Regions from separate parts of the Gossypium hirsutum genome. Here region 2 is linked to region 1. A link is a contact called in public Hi-C data. All regions are on one chromosome and are shown on one strand. The core of a region is the stretch at or near the end of the contact, and the rest is flanking DNA. Distances in the headings are between cores, read along the strand shown.

Region 1 (7,780 bases), core at 3,809-6,308:
GCTGGCACTCTAGCCTCAAATCTCGCAGCAGAATCCTTTATCACACCTGTGCTACTAGTTACAATTCTCGTATTTCTAGTGGTCTCCCTCTAGCAGTTGTGTTACTCGGTCTTGCATTCTAAAATTTATCCTTCTCGGTTAATTCAAGACAATCTCGAATAAAGTAATCTAACGAACCACATTTGAAACAAGCTTTATTATTCATCCAGCAGTCTCCAAAATGTCATTGTCCACATAAGGACCTCTAATTTAAGATTCCATAGCTATTAGATACCTTTAGCTAATAGAACTCCACTTTTACACTTTATGCGATTTAGTCCTTTTTATCAAATCGAACACTCAAACAATAAAATTTCTTAACAAAATTTTCACACAATCATATTATCATACTTTAAACCTCAAAATAATAATAAATAATTATTTCAAATTCAGATTTGTGGTCCCAAAACCACTGTTTCGATTTGACTAAAAACAGGTTGTTACAGTCTCAATAAAAAATAACCCTCTACTTAGATAACCTTTCCCAACATAATCTCCATTACGGGAAAGTATAAGTTTATCGAATTCAAAGACTAGTTTAATGACTGCCTTATGCAATAATCCACAACTAATTAAATTCCTACATAGGGCAGGTACATAAAGGACATTATTCTAGAAGTAAGTTTGAGAAAAATCTTTCCTTTACTGAGTACTTCTGAGTTGCTAGAGTTACCTATGTAGACTTGTTCACCTTCAGCTACACTTTCAAACTCAGTGAACATTTTTCTGTTAGCGCAGAAATGTTTGAAGGCGCTTGTGTCTACAATCCACTCGACATTATTCTCGACCAGGTTTACTTCAAAAACTACAACATCTATCACCTTATTTGGATTTTCAACTAGATTTTCTTGTGGTTTGTTTTTTTTTTGGTGGTCAGAGCGTTGATATGCTTTGTATCTAGCTTTGCCACACACATATCATTTCACAAGATTGTTGTGTTTTTTTATTCTTTCCTGGTTTCCTGAAGTTGACAACCTTTTTGTTCTGGTGTTTTACTATCTTCTTTGAACTCCCAACATTTTTAGTCCTGTTCAATTTGGGACCAAAATTAGAAACAAATTCCACGTGTTAGCTTTTAAAGGAAATTGACTTGAGGTTATTAAGGCCTTATCTTTGAGACGATTGGCTTCCTCAATCTTTATATGGCTAATCAGTTCTTCTAGAGGAATGCCCCACTTCTTATGCTTCAGAAGATTATGGTAGTCGGACTAGATTTTGACAGTTTTTCAATCAGGACGTCTGCTTGGATAATTTCACATATCTTCATCCCTTCAGCTAGGAGGTCGGAGACTAACTTCTCATAGACGTGTACTTGATCCATAATTGGCTTATCATCAGTCATTTGAAATTTGAGTCACTCTCCAATGACATATTTCTTGATCCCAGCATCATTGGCTCCATATTTCTTTTCTAATGTATCCCAAATGGACTTAGTTGTCTTGTTTTTGAAAAATAGGTCAAAGAGGTTGATAGCCATGTGGCTTAACATGTGATATCTGACCATTTTGTTGTCCTTTTCAAACTTGAACTTTGTGGCATCAACATTCGAGTCTCTGAGAACAGTGACAGAATCTCTGGGTTTTTTGGTGACAAGTGGATTGAAGAGGATGTAGTCAATTTCAAGTTGTTTGAAGAATATGACCATCCTTTAGGACCAATGGCAGTAGTTAGTTCCATCAAGATGTTCGAGCTTAGAGAGATTAGGAATATATTTGTTGATTCGGGAATACATGTTTAACAGTAGTAGTAATTTATTTCTAATTTGTTGGAAAATATACTATTACAAAATAAACTTGTTAGCATTGATTGGAAAATAAATGAAGATTAAATGAATAAAGTATTGCTGTGTCATGGAAGAACCACTGCCTTAGAAATGAATTCACCCTTATTGGTGTAATCATATATTAGACATTGTCCCTGAAGGTTAAAAAAGTTCTTCAATATTCGTACACTCAAATAAGGAAGGTAAAAATCAATTGATATTATACTTCTGAAATAATCTGAAAATAGAATTAATCGGAAAAATCACACTAGGATCAATTCCCAGGAAAGTTTTGGAGGAGTCACAGACAGTCCCGCTTAAAACCTAAACTCCTAAATAGAATTTCCTCTAATGAAATTTAAGAAAAATTCTAAAGTTTTAGAAAGAATGAGAGAGTCAAGAGAGAGTAAAAAAAGCTTTATTTTTTCAATTATGTATCAGAAGGAAAAATGCCTCCTATTATAGGATTTTGGAAGGGGCAAAATGATAATATTTTCAGGTAATGGTCAGAAAAATCTTTAACATTTTTGTAACTGTAAAAAACAGTTTGTAATTGTTGGAAATAATGGTTTGTAACTGCTAAAATAAATTTGCATTACTAACAATTTTAAGCTTAATAATATTAGCAATTAATTTTCTTTAAATCAATCCTAAAATTTGAATTAAATGATAAAAAAATAGACAAAATTATCTTTAGATATCAAAATATATAATTTTTGTCAAATATAGATATCACCGTAAAAAAAATCAACTTTAAGTACAAAATAATACACTGAAAGGATGTAGAATTATAATTATAATTATTTATAGATGAGATTTGATTGTATGACTGAATTTACAAACCCTATTTAATATATATACAAGTTTCAGTAAAAGGTTGAATCCAATGCCTTTACTTTTAAGCACATGAATCTCCCTTATTCGAAAGCTTTTCATATAATTTCATTTGTTAAATAATCTTGATGAATCATGTAATGTTGAACTGAAACCAAAGTTTAAGGGTGCATGCAATGGTAGAGAAGAGCAAAAACTGCTGAAGATTACTAACAAGCTAGTTGGTTTTCTCTTTCAGGTGATTGCAATGATTCAGGGGATGAACCAATGCTTAAGGCAATCATCTCTAGGCAGCAATCACTTCAGTCGGAACATGGACTTGGTCAGCCCATGGTAATCTTCCATAAACCGGCTCATCTCACCTTCTTACCTTTGTTAATAATAATAACCTTTTTGGACTCAAAAACTGTAGGTTTGTGCAAAATATCCTTACTTAATGGATCAAGGCTATGGAGTTTTCCCTACTTTTGGACCTCAATTTTCGGTTTGTCTCTTCTATTTTCTCTACCTAACAACTTCTCTTGAATTAATTATACTGCTGGAGTTTTATCGTCATATATGGCACTGGATCTGCTTATTTCTTTCTGATCTATCAAATGATTATGAGCCACATATGTGGCAATGGATGCTCTACGGTTGAGAGATAGCTCCAAATCATCTATAACTGGATCTGTTTAATTCTTGCTAACCCTCATGACCATGGTCGAAATGTTCTTTATCTATATAATGCTCATGTAACCCAAATGTATGAAATTAGGGTCGTGTTATGCTGCCGTTGAACTTGGCTACTGAGGACGGACCCATATACGTAAATGCCAGGCAGTACAATGGAATCATTAGGCGTCGGCGATACCGTGCAAAGGCTGCACTTGAGACTAAAGTGACTAAAGCTCGGAAGGTATATGATCTTCTTTCTTTTGGTTTCTGAATCCTTTAGTTGGGAAAGTTTTGGCCCAAGCTTTTGTGGAGACAAGTTGGATATGGTATATTTAAACAGTACTAGATGGTTCTTGACTTGAAAACTGCATGAAATATTTAGATTATGCTTTTGTCCTACAGCCATATTTGCACTACTCGCGCCATCTGCACGCAGTGCGTCATCCAAGGGGAAATGGAGGCCTTTTCTTGAACACAAAAAGTTCAAACACCGGCAAAGATGGAATGCAGATGATGAAAGCTAATGAAGGGCAACTTTCTCGGCTTACAGGCTCACAAATTTCTCAAGTCCTACAGTCTGACAGTGGAACCATCAACTCGTACAAGGAACCAAATGGAGGAGGCTCAACATTTTCAGGGTCAGAGAGGTGAGCAGCAGCATGTATTCCAGGGGGGATCTCAGCAAGTGGGTTGCAATAGCAGATAAGTATTGTTGCAACCTGAAAATTTGATTCTCGGGGGATTAGTGGGGATTCGGTTTCCCACTTTCCCTGCAGCAACCAAAGGGATCAGGTTTCGGTTGCTAGGCAAATCATTCTTGGCTCGTCTCACTTAAAGCTCTTCTTTACCACTCTCAACGCCATTGCTCTCTTAGGTATGGTGGAAGATGCTCAATTAAACCTAGTATAAGATATATAATGGATCAGTCAGACTATATAAATGGAGTGTTTCCACTGATCCAACAAGAAAGAAAACTTCAAAGTTTGTTTAATTATTATTATTATTTTTTTTTTGTAATCCTAAATGTTTAGAATTGTGGAGTTCCTAACTCGGAATTATGTAGGTATATGTGAAATAATCTTTATGGTTGTGGTATTAGATGTGTTTTATATTATATTCTTGATCTACTTCGTTGGATTACTTTGAGAAGTGCTAAATTTGTCCATACCATTTTGCTTCCTCATGTATAATTCCGCGTATGATCTTGGGATTATTGTTGGTAGTTAAAATGAAAATGAAACCATTTAATATGGTATTTGTGTTATTTTTTTGGTCCAATTTGGTATTTGATCAAAGTTATATATTTTGGTACTTAAAGGTAACAAGGTTAATTATTTAGTGTTTAATTCAAGTTTTAGGGTTAATTTAATGGAAGTTAATTGGTAATATTATTAAGTTTGAATTTTTCATAATTTTTTTAATAAAATAAATTTAATACTAATTGTGAATTTATTTAATCTTGTGTTTAGTTTATCATATATAATATGATTGATATGATTTAATTCGAGTTTTAAGGTTGACTATAAATTTTTATCAACTCAACTCTAAAACCTGAATTCAATACTAAAAGTTAACACTGTTACCTTTATGAACCAAAATATTTAATTTTTATCAAATACAATACTAAATTATTTATTAAACCAAAGGAAAATTGCAAAGGAAAATCCGTAAAGAAATATAATGGGTTCATGTTTTACTAGTTTCAGGTGGCCCAACTAGAATCCAACCCAAAGTTGATAATCCAGATTCTGGACCAACACCAACTAAGGACACTTCAATGGAAAGACAGAAAAAATCCTGCCGAACCTTATCCATCTTCCAGCCATTTCCCATTTTAATTCCTTTTAGAATATCCCATTTCTTTTCATTGTTTCCATTGGTCATCCATTTCTTCTCTTTGGAGAAATATGTCAGCTCCTACACTCCCCATGGCAGCCGGTGTTGCAGCTGTCTCTTCTTCACTTTACAATAACACCAAACCCTCCTCTCTTTTTTCTTCATCGATTCACTTCCTTCCTTCAAGACTTAGCTCTAAGCAGTTAAAACCTTCCAACCTCAAAACCCAAAGCCTCAATTCCCTTCCTTTGTCTCTTAACTTATCTCTCCCACGTCTGCCCTGCTTTTCAGCAGCTTTTGACAGCTTCCAAGTTACTGAAGATGACCAAAGCAGTGGAGAAGAATACCCAGAAACAGAATCTCAAGACCTTGAAGAACAACCACAACAAGAGGAAGCTGAAGAAGATAAGGTTTCAGAGTCTGGCGGTGAAGAAGGAAAGTTGTATGTTGGGAATTTGCCTTATTCAATGACTTCTTCTGAGTTAACTGAGATTTTTAGTGAGGCTGGTAGTGTTGCTAAAGTGGAGGTTTGTGGATTTTTTTTCTTATTGTTTAACCATTCGATTTTGGGTTATCCTACTTTATTTTCCTTGTTCTTTTTTTTTCTTTGGCTAATGGTTTTTTCTCGTTTAATTTTGTTTAATAGATTGTTTATGATCGAGTTACGGATAGGAGCAGGGGATTTGGCTTTGTAACAATGGGGAGCGTTGATGAGGCCAAAGAAGCAATTAGACTGTTTGATGGATCTGTAAGTTCAATAATAGAGTTTTATTTTGACTTTCTACATTAACCATCGCTTGAACCTTCAATTCCCAATGAAATATTATAAATGTATAGACGAAAAGACCATAAAGTAGCTTCTTCTTTTTTTTATCACTAATTTGTTTGCATTGCCTGATTAAACATTTGATGTTGACTGTTGGAACTACTTCCGTTTGAATTCCGGTTTTAATCATTATCTCAACTTAGTCTTAGATCAACTATGTTTATCTGTTATGACATCAGAGCAAATATTGCTCTAAAGAGCTAATATTTGGATCCTGCATGATTCATCTTCTTCTAATGATCAACACTCCTAGAACCACACAAAAGCCCTCTACTCTTCCATCCTCTTAATGTCAGATTCAATTAGATTATATGATTATTAGGTTTACAATTGAAGGGTATTTATTTGATTTTTGGAGCACCATTTCTGTGGGATATTCCATTTTGACTTACTAGTAAATTGTTTGTTCCTAAATGCTAACAGCAAGTCGGAGGTCGGACAGTGAAGGTGAACTTCCCGGAGGTCCCAAAAGGAGGTGAGAGGGAAGTAATGGGACCAAGGATTCGGAGAAGTTACACAAGCTTTATCGACAGCCCTTACAAGATCTATGCAGGAAACCTAGGTTGGCGTGTCACTTCAGAAGGTCTCAGAGACGCATTTGCTAGCCAGCCAGGCTTGTTGAGTGCTAAAGTCATCTATGAAAAGGACACGGGAAGGTCTCGTGGTTTTGGATTCATTTCCTTCGAGTCAGCAGAGACCGTTGAGTCTGCTCTAACTGCCATGAATGGAGTGGTAAGAGTCAGTTACTGAATAACTCAGCATTGAAGTTTTGATTCCCTTTTTAATGTGTGTTTCAATATGGTCACGCTTGTAGGAGGTTGAAGGTCGACCTCTACGATTAAATATGGCTGCAGATAGAGCTCCTCGTACTCCTTTGCCTGCCGAAAATAGTCTTGAGAGGAGCGAATTGGTTTCAAGCGTCACTGTTTGATAGGTATACTAAAACAAATAGGTGATTTTGAAAGGAGGATCTAGAAAATTATGCAGATATATTACCTTTCACTTCCAGATTATGTTTCCATAAATATCATTTTCCACCTTATTCAAGAACTGATTAAAAATGTGTTGCATGTAAATCATAGAGAGAAGGGAGATGATTCACTCGACTTCTAAATTTTGGACTATATGTAGTTCTACATTGTTTGAGTTATGCATATTATGACAATTCCAAAAGTAAAAATTCCTATAGACGTCCATTCTTATTTGGTTAAATAGTCACTTCGATTCTTTCTTGTTGCACTAAGGTTGAGTTGGCCAATTATGAACTTTGGGTCTTGATAAATTTCTGGGCAATTCCCATGAACCATGATTTGCATAACACACGAAATACCTAAAATTGCAACCAGAAATACCTGCAAGTGTTCTAGCTGAGTAATGTCACGGATTTCTTTTGAGCAAACCCCTCGGATTCCTTGGGGGTCCAATATGGAGCAGTAAGGTGTGGTCTTGGTCTTGAGAATTTTCGGTCAAGACCGGGACATCAGCATCCTGAGTACGCATCTTGATGACAGGACAGGGGCCTTAGTGAACTTCTGGCTAGACCAATCCTTCATTGGCGGAGAATGATAAATTTGTTTGGAGAGATGACACAGAGAAACTTCTCAATGTAAAAGGTATACGAATTCCTTTGGGAGGAACAGTGATAATAACTGTTGAAACTATTTTTTGTTATTTAAAAAAAAAACGGGGGTCGACTTTAGTTTTGAAAATGATAAACGAAAATTGAGAGTCGCCACCAATCTTTTTTTGTTTAGGTGTGATCAGGTCAATTAGAAATTTGGTCATTTTAATAAAATATTTTGATTTACTAAAACAATGATCTTGGT
Region 2 (7,517 bases), core at 3,327-5,826, 240 kb before region 1:
CGAGCATCAGGATCTACCAGAGTTATCTCTGCCAGTATTGATATTAGGATGAAAATGAGAAAGGATTATTTTCGAGGCTATATCAGAATTATTTCCGTAGCGGAAAGAGGAAAATGTGATAGTGAGTAGTAAACTAAAAGAGTACAGTGAAGATCGACTTCTGATGTTGAATTTCAAATTGGATCTGATTCATGGTATTATTATTCCGAGGCTTATACAGAAAGAATTGTATGAAGCTCACGGTGAAAATTTACCTATTAATTCAGAGTGTAATGACGTGTACTGTAATTTGATTCAGATGTTATTGGATTGTGATTTATTGATGATGAAAATATGTATGATTATTTTGGAATAGTGCAGGTCCCTTTTATTGTTGGATTTCTTGGAATTCTAGTCCCCATTAACCAAATTGAGATCTGGTTTTATGTCAAGATGACAAGGGAAACTGAGAAGGGTTGAAAATTTAAGAACAATTGAGAGATGAGTCCATAAGCTTTAAGAATATATGAGAAATTAAAAAGATATATTGGAGGCATTGCCTGAGTGAAAGTTCTTCAGCACTGAATATGAAATTGAGGAATCTAAGTGAAGACCACTTTTCCGATAAGATTTTTGGGACGAAAATCCCTAAAGGGGGGAGAGTTGTGATATCCCAAATTACGGCCTAATCGGAATAGTGGTTTTGAGACCATAAATCCGAGATAGAAATAATTATTTTATAATTATTTTGAGGTCTATAATATTATTTCATGATTGTGTGAAACTTTCGTGAAGAAATTCAATGCATAAAGTGCTTAATTTGAAATTTGGGACTAAATTGAATAAGTTGCAAAACTTGCATTCTAGAAGTTTCTAGTATGAAATTGCTTTGAAATATTAATTAGGAGGTCTTAAATAGCAATTTGACCAATTTCTAAGTTTATGGAAAAAAATTGGACATGGATGAAATTTTTGAAAGTTTAGTAAGGAAGGGCATTTTGGTCATTTGGATATTAAATGAAATAAAATGGGAAAAATAACACAAAAATGATCATCTTCTCCATAAATTGCTGTTGAATTTTGCTCTCCACCATAGCTAGGGTTTCAACACTTTTAAGCCTTGATTGTATATGAATTCTATGCCCGTTTTTAATGTTCTTTACATTTTTGAAATCCTCGTAGCTCGGTTTACCTATTTCTACCAATATTTTGAGCTAGGGTTTATATTTAAAAATTTACCCATGAATGATATGCATGAATTTTGATGTTTTATGGTAGAATATGAAGCTTGAGATTGTGTTAAACAACTTTTGCTAAGTGATTTTACGTAAAAACGACTAAAATGACATAATCGGTAAAAATACCTAATGTTCATAAATACATGTTAGAGTGAGAATTGGATATTGCTATAGAAGGGAAAAATGACCAGCATGTCACAAAACATAAGAAAATAGGGTGAAGTTTAATTTACGAGATTTGGGGCAAAAGTGTAAATATGTGAAAGTTTAGGGGCAAAATTGTAATTTTGAAAAAAATATGATTTTGGGTTGATTTGAATAATATGAGTCCTAATTAGGCTATATTTGAAATGATAGAGCAAGGAAAATCGAAATTCGGGCTAAAATCGGTAAAATACCAAGTTATGGACAAAATGGTAAAAATGACCATTTTCGCATACGAGGTAAGTTCATGTGTAAATGTAGTAACATAATTGTCATTTTAAGTAATTTAATGTTATTTATATGATATGATGATTAATATCATGAAATATTATGCTTTGTGGTTATTATTGAGTAATATGCAAATTATGTGTGGTACTTGTTAAATATGAATTGCTACCGAGTATCGGTTTCAACATTCTGTGGAAGAGGGAAAAGATGTGTAATCGAGGAAAAAGTCCGTTTGAACCTTGGGAATAGATTAGGATACAAGTGACATGTCACTAAGATATTTGAGTTCCGAACTCATTGAGTTGAGTCCGAGTTCGTAAGATGTAACTAGGCATCCGAGCTCGTTGAGTTGAGTCCGAGTTCACTTATGGATGCGAACGCCCGAGCTCGTTGAGTTGAGTCTGAGTTCACTTATGGGTGGGTTACATGGTAGCTTAGCTACATAATTTCCGCAGGCTATTGAGTTTGTCTAGCTGCGGGTATGGCACTTACGTGCATGAAATCCATGTATCCGAATTATATTCCGATTGTGTTCAACAGGTAAAGTTCTAGTGAAATGGAAGAATTCTCAAGATGAAAGTGACTAGTTGGTAAGTGTTGTAGAACGGATACTTTGTACAGGTATGTACTTAACCCTCGGGTTGAGACTTCAATATAACAATAATATGGTAAGATCATGAATGAGAAATATGATATGAATGCTTTGGTGATATTATGCAAATGTGGAATTCGTATTATTGCATGGTTATGTTACTTGCTATTTACATGTGAACTTACTAAGCATTTATGTTTACTCCCTCCCTTCTATTCCTTGTAGTTTTGACAAGCCGGCTTGGAGATCAAGACGGTCGGAGGCACACTCACACTATCAACAGACCATTTCGGTATAGTGGCTTGCATATTTTGGGAATATGGCATGTATAGCATTATAATCCTTTTGTGTATATAATCTTATGATATGGTGAATGAGTGATGTGGAAATGCTTGTTGATGATTAGCTATTGGAATGGCTAATCAAAATTTATATTTAGTGCTATGTATGCTTAATGTATTACCTACTCCATGGAAAACCATAAAATGGTGAAATTGGCTATAAAATAGTGTCATACAGCAGCAGTGATGTGAATTTGAAAAATCACTAAAAATAGTAGAAATAGAATTATATGATGAATAAAATATGTAATTGAATCTTAATGAATCTATTTTTAATGTGGAAGAAACAAAATAGGTAAAAAAGTTGTATTTTATGATAAATTTACGTTTTGGTGAAATAGGGTCAGAACGATTTCTGGATCCCCTGTTCTGACTTTATAAATTCACCATAAATTGTGTAAAAATAATTAGGACCCAAATTTTATATGTATGGATTCCTTATTGAGTCTATTTTTAAAAGAAACAAAATTCATAGTCATTGGATCTCTGTACAGGAAGAAATTTGATTGTAGTGCACATGGGTCAGAGTAGCCGAACCCTGAAACAGGGGACACTTTAACTAATAAACTGTACTAATTTGCCAGACCAAAAATTCTAGAAAAAAATTAGTAAGTAGATATCTGAGTCTAGTTTCAGGAAAAATTTACAGAATTGGATTTCGAGTTTTGTAACTCGAGATATGATTTTTTTAGTGACTATGACGCAGTTAGCCAGCTTGTCTGGAAATTCTAAAATAAATTGTTTGAGCTGTTTAATTAATGAATTAAGTCCGTTAACACCTCGTGCTCGACTCCGACTACAGTCTCGGGTACGGGGGTGTTACATTAGAGTAGAAGATATGCAACTTGCAAAACCATATTGTGACAGTCAAACAACCTTTCAAATTGCAACAAGGCTTATTTATCATGAAAAAACTAAGCATATAGAAATCGATTGTAACTTTATAAGGGAAAAATTCAACAGGGCTTCATACATACACAATATATATGCACAAAAGAACTACTTCTTGATGTTATGACTAAAGCACTTGGAGTTCAGCAACATGGTTATCTTGTTTCCAAATTAGGGGTGAAGGACATCTATCACTCCTCCAACTTGAGAGGGAGTGTTAAGAGTATGTTAGCAAGTTAGTTGAAAAGGGTTAGTTAGTTCTATAGCCTTTTAGCTATTAAAGTATGTTCATTTGTAACTTAATGTGTTTTACTTCTTGAATAGAAACTCTTTCGTAGAAGTATCTTCTTTTTTGTATTTTCATCTTCATCACCAAATTTAACAACAATCAACACCCTAACACTCCACCTCGCAAAAAAATAAAAAAAGAATGAATGAAAGAAAGAAGAAAAATCCCACCTAGCAATTGAATCTCCAAAACAATCCTAAATGCAACTCTAAGCCTAATCATGTGGTTAGGCCCTTACAATTCTAGTGGCTAAATCCAACTAATAAATCTATTAAACTAAAAAAAAAAAAAACAAGAACCCAAACAAAGATCAACCAAGAAAAGAATCTCTTCACAACCCATTTCATTCTAGAAAAGCATAATCAAGAAAAGAGAAAAGGAATTGATCATTCCATCTTTTTGGATTTTTATCTATTTTTTATTTTTATGAATATTTTGAAATATTTTACTTATTTTTTATTTTTCATATTTTTTAAAATTTATGTATTTTTATATATTTTAAAAAAATTATTTTGTAAATAGAATTTAGGCCCAATTGAAAGATGTTAGCTAGTTAAATTTGATATTATTTCAATTAAAAGAAAAGTCATTTATATTTTTAATGATTTAATAAATGAGTGACTAAAAAAATTCAATATCAGATAAACCTAAAACATTTTACAATTGAAAATCCAAAACAAAAATAGAGTAATACATGAATGAGCAATAGGGTAGTTTAGCCTCTAGTTTATAAATTATTGATAGATAAATCATACAACTCGATGTGTTCTAGCCTGAACACAATGGGCTGAATCTCCGGTTCAGCTTTGAGGCCCAAACACATAAGGAATTCAAATTCCAACCTCCTTTTTACTCTCAACTTCCCCCCGATCTCTTCAATTCTTTCTCAACCAGAAAAACACACAACTTCAAAAGTTTGAAGGGATATTTTCCAGTTTTGAAAAATGGTGAAACCGGCGGTTTATTTTCTTCCTCTCCTTCTGATGATGACGGCAGTGGAATCAAGTGACGACATGAACAACCCGTACACGCCGTGTTCGGACACCACAGTGCAGTTATCGGATGGGTTCACGTTCGGGATCGCGTTCGGATCAAGGCAATCTTTTTTCTTCGACAGTTCGTTTCAGTTGTCTCCTTGCGACCGCCGCCTCTCTCTCTCCAACTCCAATTCTCCTGTCGCTCTCTTTAGACCTAAAGTTGACGAGATATCTCTCCTCACCATCAACGTCTCTTCCTTCTCTCCGGTTAGCCCCTCTCCAATTCTCTCTCTCTTTTTTCCATTTCTGTTTAATAATTTCATGAATTTTTCAACTATGGAAATTATGAAATTATGGGATCTTTGGATACGGTATCCATGGATTATAATCAGTTAAATTAGTACATTTACTTTGATCTTTAAGTTCCCGTTTAGTGTTTGCTTTTTGCACAATCAATTAAAATGAGAAAACGATTAGAATTTAATATCGAAGCGAATAACACAGTTGAATATATGTTTTCTTGTATAACATGAATATGTAAGCTTTGATGTTTACAGGACTCCGTTGGTGGGTATATGGTTGCATTTTCTGGTCGAAAATACGCTGCAAGGTCCCTGCCCGCTTTTGTCGCAAACAGTTCATACACTGTAACAAGCTTCACTCTTGTAAGCGATTAACCAGAATGTTTTTTTTTCCCCTTCTTATGGTATTAGTTTTTCCTTGTGAGGTCTGTAGAAACTGATGATAATTGTCGTTTATGCAGGTGCTTGAGTTTAAGAAAGGAAGGTTGCAAAACTTGTTTTGGAAAAGGGATGGATGTGCTCAATGCTCAGGAAATTCAAATTTTGTGTGTTTAAACAAGCAAAACTGTGCAATCAACACGAGCAGCTGCAAAAACCATGGAGGGTCTGTCGATTGCAGTCTCGGGATACAGCTAGCATTTTCCGGGACCGATAAGCACCTTTCTGCTCTCAACTCGTGGTATGAAGTGGAGAATCTTCGGCAGTACTCACTGTTTGGTCTTTATTCTAACCTCAGAGATTCTCTCACCAGCCAGTATAATAAGATATTTTAATGGTGCTTCTACTGGTTGGCTTTTATTATTGGTAAGTTTTAATTCTTTTTCCTTCTGCTTTTCTATTGATGTTATGTCTACATCTGTCTTTGCCTCTACTCCTTGGGATGAAACTGGTGCTCTTACTGTACTATGACATTTATGTTTGTAAATCGGGTAGAATAGCTTTTTGTGATTACAAATAGAGATCTGATTCATATGAATACTTCATTCTTCACTCTATTTAGTTTTTTAAACTTTGAATGTTTTTTGTAATATTTTCGTGTTTGATTGGAGTTCAATACCATGTTATTAGCTCATTTTGCACCGTATAGCTTTTATTAAAATGCTATTTCCACAATCCGTCCTTGCATTTAGAGTATAGTTTTAATTTTCGTCTGTTGGTTGCTCTTCTTGCCTTCTATCTTGCAAATATTTTCCCCCAAGTCGATGCCAGAATGTTAAATCATATAGTACTTTATGTATTTTTACTTTGTTTCAGTTAATCTATTTAAATCATGTGGATAAATAAATGATTGAGTGAGAGTATGAAAATGTTATGCACCTTGGCGTAAGATCTAGTCACAGGTCTAGACGAGAAAGTATCTTTACTTCGACCTATGGTTACTCAAAGGCAGATTCGTCTTTGACTGAACCCCCTTCCCAAACTAACGTTTGTGATAAAAAATAAACTCCTCCCTTTGTTTCATATTGGCAGCCTTTTTATATGCTGGTAATTACAAAGGAAAATCCTAATCTAATTTCTAATTTAAAGTCCTAATAGAATTCCTAATTTAAAGTTTATAAGGAAATAGAAAACCTAGTAAAACTAAAACTCTTAAAGAAATTAAATAAATGTAAAACTCTAATTCCTATTCCTCCGTTGATATTGTTTTCCAATGAAAACATCTATATCATTATTCCCCCTCTCGGAGTTGAGCTTGTCCTCAAGCTCAAATTCAGGATAAGCTGCTCGAAAATTATCAATTGGTTCCCAAGTGGCATCTTCTTGAGGACATCCTGCCCATTGCACTAATAGTTCCCGCCGACCTCGATTAAGCCTGGTATTAATAATAGCTTGTGGAGTAGGCAAGGCCTTGCCATCATATACTAAGGGCAAGTCTCCTACCGCATCTAGTTGAGGTCCCTTGTATTCTTTGAGGAAAGAAACATGGAATACATCATGTATTCTGCTGCCTGTAGGTAATTCAAGCTGATAGGCCACTGATCCTATTTTGTTCAAGACTTTAAAAGGACCAAAATATTTTGGCAATAACTTGTGATGCTTCTGTTTAGTTATCGTCAATTGTCGATACTGTTGAAGCCATAACCAAACCCAATTCCCGACTTTAAAATTCAACTCTCTGTGCCCTAAATCATAAGTGGCTTTCATTCGTTGCTGAGCTTGCAAGAGTCTATCCCGAGCATTGTGTAAAAGTGCATCCCTATCTTGTAGAGCCTTATCCACAGCTTCAATCCTTGTAGAACCAGCTAAATAGGAGAGAAGTCGAGGTGGATCCCTACCGTATACTAATTGGAAAGGAGTGGCCTTTAGGGCAGTGTGATATGAGGTGTTGTAGCAATACTCAGCCCATGGAACCCAATCTACCCACTGTCGTGGACGATCACTAGAGAGGCATCGTAGGTACATTTCTATTGTTCGGTTAACTACCTCTGTCTGACCATCAGATTGGGGATGGTATGCTGAGGAAAAAGCAAGCTTA

The links. Hi-C and Micro-C count contacts between places; a contact is called where the count stands out from the background.
Region 2: a contact with region 1 is called in a Hi-C map of leaf, with 6 times the contacts expected there. The contact joins the promoter of LOC121228147 here to the promoter of LOC107914412 in region 1. A contact is called at or near these places in 4 of 34 Hi-C or Micro-C datasets (all in leaf).

What each region holds. Positions count from the first base shown.
Region 1 is chrA04:18,388,471-18,396,250 of Gossypium_hirsutum_v2.1, reverse strand. It overlaps LOC107914412 (RNA-binding protein CP33, chloroplastic), which reads left to right and starts at 5,058. Exons shown (of 4, transcript XM_016843325.2): 1 at 5,058-5,655; 2 at 5,775-5,876; 3 at 6,378-6,686; 4 at 6,769-7,142. The coding sequence starts at 5,200. The coding sequence ends at 6,885. LOC107917372 (nuclear transcription factor Y subunit A-10) reads left to right here and starts at 2,285. Exons shown (of 6, transcript XM_016846730.1): 1 at 2,285-2,300; 2 at 2,874-2,968; 3 at 3,048-3,119; 4 at 3,393-3,533; 5 at 3,695-3,939; 6 at 4,069-4,201. The coding sequence starts at 2,285. The coding sequence ends at 4,201.
Region 2 is chrA04:18,630,888-18,638,404 of Gossypium_hirsutum_v2.1, reverse strand. LOC121228147 reads left to right here and starts at 4,576. Exons shown (of 4, transcript XM_041111324.1): 1 at 4,576-5,006; 2 at 5,297-5,404; 3 at 5,503-5,845. The coding sequence starts at 4,707. The coding sequence ends at 5,814.